Regions from separate parts of the Rattus norvegicus genome. Here region 2 is linked to region 1. A link is a contact called in public Hi-C data. All regions are on one chromosome and are shown on one strand. The core of a region is the stretch at or near the end of the contact, and the rest is flanking DNA. Distances in the headings are between cores, read along the strand shown. Region 1 has its middle 60 kb from the start of Trnat-agu21. Region 2 overlaps Zfhx3 (zinc finger homeobox 3).

Evidence for each region. Hi-C and Micro-C count contacts between places; a contact is called where the count stands out from the background.
Region 2: a contact with region 1 is called in a Hi-C map of psoas muscle, with 1.9 times the contacts expected there. The contact joins two enhancer-like sites. A contact is called at or near these places in 3 of 12 Hi-C or Micro-C datasets (kidney, liver and psoas muscle).

The regions. Positions count from the first base shown.
Region 1 is chr19:53,422,252-53,426,256 of GRCr8, reverse strand. It overlaps a transcript of Zfhx3 not described here. Among named protein-coding and RNA genes, the nearest start is that of Trnat-agu21, 60 kb to the left of the region's middle. Within about 2 kb of position 1,951, at least 4 of the 93 cell types and tissues checked have an H3K27ac peak or open chromatin away from gene starts, as enhancers often do.
Region 2 is chr19:53,641,144-53,645,148 of GRCr8, reverse strand. The region is part of intron 3 of Zfhx3 (zinc finger homeobox 3); the gene reads right to left. Among named protein-coding and RNA genes, the nearest start is that of Zfhx3, 92 kb to the right of the region's middle. Within about 2 kb of position 2,263, at least 3 of the 93 cell types and tissues checked have an H3K27ac peak or open chromatin away from gene starts, as enhancers often do.

The DNA.
Region 1 (4,005 bases), core at 702-3,201:
TCATATTTGAATTATAACAATGGGTGTATATGACCAAAGTTCAGTATATACATACATGTATGGGAACATCATAATGAAAACTGTTAATTTATACATTTAATATATACTAATAAGAAAAGAAATGAGAAGTAAATGGCTTCTGAATGGTCCCAATGGGGTCTGGGATGCAAGGGTGTCCTATTTTACAGTCTCCCATGAATTTCCTTTTGCCATTATTGGCTAAGCAAGTAGGACCATCTCCCTGAACTGCTCTGATCTACTAAGGGGGCAGCATGAGCTTCTGTGTGATGGACAAGGGAAGCCCACAGGAGGCTGTGTAACATCATCTCTTGCTCCAATATCTCAGAATGGTCTTGAGGTCAAGTTCTGCCCTTGTAACCTACAGTGCTTTTCTTTCCTTTCATGCCTTTGACTGTGGTTATGCAACACTCACTCAGGGAGCATCAGGCAAAAGCATTGCATGACAAATGGGTTTCATGACAAACAAGGGCAGGGAGGATCATTTATGAGATGCCTGTTGATAGGAGATGAGTGTTGGGGATATGGTCTCTGGGAGGCCTCTGTGTGTGGTAGGACATTTTGTAGACTGTGTGAAGCTGCTGAACATGTTAACTGTGGGATGAGAACAGTCAACATCCAAATGCTACATGTGTGCAGACACAACCTAGGCGCCACCCAAGGCGAATGTGGCATTTTCTTTCCATGTAGGCATTGTGCTTTTGTCAAGCTAGAGTAAAGATCCCTTCCTCCTGTCTCTGGAGCCTGATATCTGTTTCTCAATGGTGCTGAGGTTTGGATTGATATGGATGAGTTTTAGGCAACCCTGATCTTGCCCTCAGAGCTGGGAAAAAAGAAAGGGGTGCAATGGCCCTCAACCAAGAGCGTACAGACCTCTGATTCTCAGCCTGTGGACTGCAACCCCTTTTGGGGGTTATCAATTAACCCTTTCACTAAGACCACTGGAAAGCACAGGTATTTCCATTACAATTCACAGCAGTAGCAAAATGACAGTTATGATGTAGCAATGGAAATGTCTTTATGGTTGGGATCACCACAACGTGAGGAACTGTATGAAAGGGTATCAGCAGTAGGAAGGTTGAGGACCACTGATGTAGATGCTCTGACTGGGCCTTGGAGGAAGCTGTGGTGCCTGCCTCACTCCTCTGGACTGCTTCCCTGTTCTTTTTTTGTTTTTAATATAAGGTCAGAGGCAAGAGCTAGGCTGTTTTTTTTTTTAAAGATATATTTATTTATTTTATGTATGTGAGTACACTGTAGCTGACTTCAGACACACCAGAAGAGGGCATCGGATCCCATTACAGATGGTTGTGAGCCACATGTGGTTGCTGGGAATTGAACTCATGACCTCTGGAAGAGCAGTCAGTGCTCTTAACTGCTGAGCCATCTCTCCAGCCCTGCTTCCCTGTTCTTAAAGATCTCAAAGTTGAGTTGCTATGAGCCACTGCTCTCTCGCTCATGCTTCTGGGTGAATTCCCTGACTGGGAGTGTCTCTGGGCCCATGTCTTTCCATCTGTCCAGAGGTGGTGGCACTGACAAGCAGAAGTCACATGTTTTAAGTTCTGGAAAATTCTGAACTGTCCTTCCACTATTTGTTGTTAGAAGTTGTGTTCAGAGCTGCTGAGCTTGGCTCCTCTGTCCCTCAGGACTTGTTCTGACTGGTTTCCAGGGTATGCTCATCCCCCACCCCCCTACCCCCTGGAAGCACACAGTGGGGATTGGCTAGCACTGGTTAGGTGTTTTCTCCAGCAGCTCACAGGGTGCTACCATCTTGTGTTGCTGCTCTTTGATACTCTGACCTGGAGCCCTTTAAATGAAAAACAGTTGCAGCAATTTCAAACTTCTGCCAGAGCACGAGTCTACAGGGACCTTGGGGATGAAGCCATGTGTCTGGGAAGAGGCCTGGTTTGTGTCCTTGGCTTTGACCGTCACTCCAGTCTGCAGGCATTGGCTTCTGGTCTTCCACAGTGGAGCATAGATTCTCTAAGGCGTGGCCAAGCCTTCCTCAGACTTGACCTGTGTCTTGTTCTGTCTGACACTGGAGGGTTCCCCACTGGCCAAATGGTGTTTTGATAAACTTTGCCAGGCCAGGCCTAGAAACAGAGGCCTAAACTTCCATTTTCAGAGTGACCAAAGGTCAGCACCTTGGCAGTGAGAAGCAGCCTCATAGCTACCAACAAGGCCGTCACAGACGACAAGAATTCACAGTTGGAAAGCCAAGCACCTATAGAAGATATCCCCAAACACACACACTTTTCCTGTCGACTGCAAGAGAGGGTTGTAGAACCAGAAACATTGACAATAAAATGAAGGATTGAGGATGAGCCAGTGAAATTACTATGTTTATGGACTGTTTTCTTTGAAACCAAGAGGTACCCTGCTGCTCTCCTCGCCCAAGGTGTGTGAGCGTGTGAGTGTGGGTGGTCAGTGGGCTCGGTCAGAGGGTAGAGTAGGGGCTAGGCTTACAGTGGGGGTGATGTCTCATTCACATGAGAAAAGTCTTCCTTCAGATATTTTCTCTGGCATTCCAGGGTGGGTTTTTTTTTTCTCTAGTTCTTCTGGAACATTTTAAACTATCTAGTATCTGTAACTAAAATATAAAATCCATCTGTGAGCGTGAGGAAGGAGGAGGACTTAATATCTGTGAAATCATCTCTGGGAGAAAAAGCTGTTAAGCTTAAATCTAAAAAGAAATAAATACATAAAAATAAAAATACTGTATCTAGTTCCTTAATCAAATTCAGATCAATATTCAACAAGTTACGCTGACAAGTGTTGATTGATTATCTCCTACCTGTGCTATCAGGAAACAGGGTTGGCAGGCTTGGAGGGTTTACGGAAAACATTGTAAGCAACGCTAAGGCATTTGTGCCATCTCTTACAGTGGATTTTTTATAAGAAGAGGTGTCTTGAGCCCAATTATGCTTCAGGAGGGACAGTACAAGCAATACCGAGGGCATACTGACAAGTGGGCTCCTCCCTGTCCTCCCGCTGCCCCTCTTCCGATTCCTGTGGTCCTCTTCTTCCTCCTCATTTTCTATTTTTCCTTAGGACAACTTCCTAGTCTACAAGATGTGGACAAAATTATCTGCTTAGAAAGTTATTGTAGGGTTTCCTGGGATGATATAAATGCTCAGGAGAGTACTAGGCACGCAATAGCTTCTCAACCAATGCTTTGTGGGTAAGCAAGCACTTCTCCAGTTTTCAGATAAAGTTTTCCTCCCTCCCTTCCTTCCTTCCTTCCTTCCTTCCTTCCTTCCTTCCTTCCTTCCTTCCTTCTTTCCTTCCTTCCTCCCTCCCTCCCTTCTTCCTTCCTTCCCTCCCTCCCTCTCTTCCTCCCTTCCTTCCTTCTTCCCTTCCTTCCTTCCTTTCTTCTTTCCTTCCTTTCATTTGTTCGTTTTAGAAAAATCACCCGACTGTTGAACATTTAGCCATCATAGGACTTGGCTTTGTCTCCTGAAGAAGAGAGCTTTTACTGCGGGCCCCTCTTTGCTCTTTCATGTGGACTATGCTTAAAAAACACCACTCACTTCCTGTACTGATAAAGCTGCTGCCTTAAAAAGAAGAGACCAAAGTCAAAACCTTAGGGGTTGGAAAGGCTGCTCAGTAGATAACAGTGTGTGTATTCTTCACATGCTCGGAGAACTGAATCCAGATCCCCAGCATCCACATCAAGAGCTAGACATGACTAACTTGTAACTCAGTTGTGGTGGAGGCAGGGGGATTACTGGGTCTGACTGGTTGGGAGAGACCTGGTCTCAGGGGAATAAGATGCAGAGAAACAGAGTAGAACAAATGGCATCTTCTAGTTTCTGAGTGTGTGAAAACACACACACACACACACACACACACACACACACACACACACACACACACACACACCCCATTGCTTCTACTCACATTTATAAGCAAGAGAAACAATGTCCATCTTCAAGCCTTTGCTGGGTAGGTATGTAATGGAAACTCAGAGATAGCCACACAGTTTCT
Region 2 (4,005 bases), core at 1,014-3,513, 220 kb before region 1:
TCAAAATGGGGTTCACCCTTTTACCCTATTCTGAGCACCTGCAATGTGGGCTGTCCTGTCTGCCTGATTTAACCACATAACTGTGGAGCACATGGCTGTTCTAGAAGCCAGAGAAATATAATCGCTGAGCACGCATTCCCCTAACCATTAGAGACCACCCCTAAAATAGCAAATGCCATTCTCTAGATGGGAGAAGTTGGACCAGGCGGATGAGAAGCAAGCAGGGCCAGAGTTTCCCAACATTTTGCCAAATGATGGTTCCTTTCCTTCTTGGCTCCAGCTGGTGTCATGGCTCACTGACAGAATCGGACAGGGGGCTTGTAGCCTGCACTGGAAAATGGTTTGTCCAGAAATGGCATCCACACCCCCTAGACGCCAACTTCAAAAGAGAAACCATGGGATGGAGCTTCACACCTGTAATCCGGGCAGGCCTGAGGAGCATCTCTGCAAGGGTCCAGCCTGGGCTTCTTAAAGAGACCCAGCTTCTAAAAACTAATAAATAAAAGGCTCAAAGGGAACTTCTATAATATCCAGGGACTACTCTCAGAACGTTTAGTCTTAAAGATAAATGATGAACTATACAGGACAGGCCCCGTTAACATACTTTGGGACAGCTCCTCTCTGAGCCCCTGCGTATTTTAGAAAACAGCTCAAGATGGAGAGTTTGAAGAGAGCAACAAACCCAACACATTTCCCCTGAGCGTGCCAGAGAGAAAAGGAAAGGGAGCGAGGACCATGCTGCGCGCCCAGGACTTTGGATGCCTTCAACAGAGTGGAACCTTTGTGCCACTTCTTGCTACCTTGCCTCCATAAATGCACTCCAAACCAGTGGTTCTCAGCCTGTGCGTGCGTGCGTGCGTGCGTGCGGGTGCGTGGGTGCGTGGGGCGGGGGATGGGGGATGTTTACAGGCACATCCTTGCCCGGTCTCACACGCAGGACTCAGAGAACAGTTTGCACAGGCCTATTCTCTCCTCCTCCTCCTCCCGCACACTTCACAGGGATCAAACTTAGGTTGACAGGCTCGGCAGCAAGCCCCTTTACAGGCTCAGCCATCTCACCTGCCCCTAGGGGTATTAAGTAAAAGGAACGCGATGTCAGCCAACTCTTTCAAACTGCCTTCTGCGCATGCGCAAGAGAAAGAGCAGCTACCTGAAAGCTGGGTGGGATGGCTGAAACCCGTCATACCATCCGTGCAGAAGTGTGTGCAAGGAAATACTAATTCGGGGCCACCCTGGGCTTCAGAGCAAGATCTGGTCCCATAGGAAGCACAAATGTGTCACTGTGAGATGTCACTAGACTGGCCTGCCAGTAATTTTCTCTTTTCCTGCTGTATTTAAAAAAAAAAAAAAGTATCTTCATGATGACTACATCCTATTTGTATTACATTTACAGTAAAGTTAAAAAAAAAAAAAAGGAATCCATGGCTTGTAAATGTGTAACACTAGCCATGTAAGAAATAACACAGACTGCAGCAGAATATAGTGATGTTCTATCAGAATTTGCACTGTTCATGACTATGTATACAAAAAGGACTGGGGTGGGAGAGAAGGGAAGACTCCCTGAGAGCTCACGAGAGGGGCTGGGGAGGGCAGGGGAGGGCTGAGGAGGGCTGAGGAGGGCAGGGGAGGGCTGGGGAGGGCTGGGGAGGGCAGGGGAGGGCAGGGGAGGGCTGGGGAGGGCAGGGGAGGGCTGGGGAGGGCAGGGGAGGGCTGGGAGGGTAGGAGAGGGCTGGGAGGGTAGGGGAGGGCTGGGGAGGGCAGGGGAGGGCGGTGCCAACGTGGAGAACAAGAACGAATGGCAAGTGTTTCGGCTAATGGTGACATTACTGGTTTCCTCAACAAATGCAGGAGAGCCAGAGCCCTGCGTCTAACACAATTTCAGCTCCATTACGTGAGGCCTTAAGGGTAGAGCCAAAAGACAACACTAACTAGGGCTTCCCTGCCCAAGGCTGTGCCCAAGGCCATCCCCAGAATGACCTGGGCAGAGCCTGAGGGGAGGACATCCGACCACACAGGAGAACTTCCTGAGGGTACAAATGAAGGTGCCTGAGATGTTTCAGAAAGTGAGAGACCTTCCTAAGGGGTGACAACCACCCCCACTACACACCATTGGTGACACACTGGCCACAGGTCCCCACAGCAGGGATGATTTAACCCAGTCTGGGGCTGAGCCCTGCCCCGACAGAGGGCTGACCTTTTATCTCCCTAGAGGTCCCTGGGGCTGACAAGTGGTTGGAGGCTACCACAGCCTGTCTACCACAGCCAGCCTGGGATCCCTCCAGCATGGACTCCCAGCCAGGCGAGGAAGCCATGTCTAGCCAGCTCTGCTATCCATTGAGGGAAATGAACTTCTAAGCCCCAGCTGCTCCAGAGGAGGAGGCCAGAGAGAACAAAGGCACTAAAAATTCCCTCCAAACCTCTGGCCGCTCACACACACCCTATGAACCTCCTGAATGAGCACATCGTTTTCCTGGCTGAAGCCACCTCGGGTAAGCGGGAGTCAGCAGACATTTAACAGTCTACGTCATTGGCAAGCGCTGGTAGAAACTAGCTCCTGAGTCAAATCACCCATAAGCCCTCTGACACTTGTACTTCTGGGTGGAGGACAGGAGCTGCCCCAGAGGACTTATGCCCCTTGCTGTGGAACAAGGCAAAGGCCACCAGACCAGACAGCCCCCATGGGCATTAAGGGTGCGGCTGCCTTTTGAAGAGCCCTCTCTGCCCTGCCCACACACAGCGGACACACTACCCAGAGTGTGGCCGTCAAGGAAACCAAGGATGCGGACTTCGAGTGAAATTCTTATATTCTTCTGATTTGTCCATCCACCATGCAATGGCCTTATGAGACCCAAGGAGCACTTAAGGAGGAAGAAAGGCTGTCCTTCTGTCTGTCTGCACTGTGTAACACTTAGAAGAGGCAGGAGGGCTGACTGTAGGCTCACCACACGCCATGTGGGCTCACCTGGTATCATAAATCAGAGCCATGCCTTCCCTCCTATTTTAAGTCAATACGGGGGGCTTAGATGCCGGCATCTGATCTCACGAGCAGAGCTCGTGCAGCTCACACTGAACCCCGACACTGAGCTAGGTAGACAACCGTCCTTGCTATAATTTAAGATTATCATGAAACCTGGGGTCTTGGCCCAATCAAAGGCACCTCGGCTAGGAACGATTTGAGTAATGGGTTCTGGTGGGGTCTTAATCCGTCTGTTAAAGTCGATACTCTCTCACAGCCCGGCGGATTCTAAGAGTGGGCAGGTGTGCTTAGACTCCAACTGCCTTCCCGTACCCTTCCCTCTTCCCCGGGGAGAAAAGACCAAGTATTCCCCAGGGCTCATCATGGACACCCTACAATTGTGAAGGCAAGATACTCCCAGGAAAACCCAGGCTGACCCATGGATTCAGAATCTACTCACTCCTGGGAAGACAGAGCAGGGGACAAGTACTATCAGCATGAGCTGTTCCTGGTGTTAAGACAAACCACTGGCCCCTCACATCTCGTGAATGGGAGACATGGGAAGGTGGGAGGAAGTGGAGAAAAAGGCATCAATGGGTTTTGGAGCTCAGCCTGTTCCACAATGCACTTCCGTGATGGCTTAGAAAACTCACTCGACACTGAAGGCAGAAACCAGGCGGCTGGGGTGGCCCACCATAGTTAGTCAGAATACTAGTCAGCTGCATAACCAGAGGCGGCTACTGGTTGAACAGAAGCCAGGAACTCCACTATGGACTGGCATTTTGCGGGACCCACCCAGGAGTCCAGAGGAAGGGAAAAGGAGCCTCTCTGTCTGATATCTTGGGCTCTCCAGATCCTCTGCCCCACTACAAATACACACAAACGTCACTTTAAAATTCATCCCTCGAGCTGAGATGATTCAATGAGTAGAGGTGGTTGACACCAAGCCTGCCAACCTAAAATTGATTCCTGGGACACATACGGTGGAAGAAGAGATTGAACAACACTCAAACAGTACACACAAACACATACACATGCATACACTCACA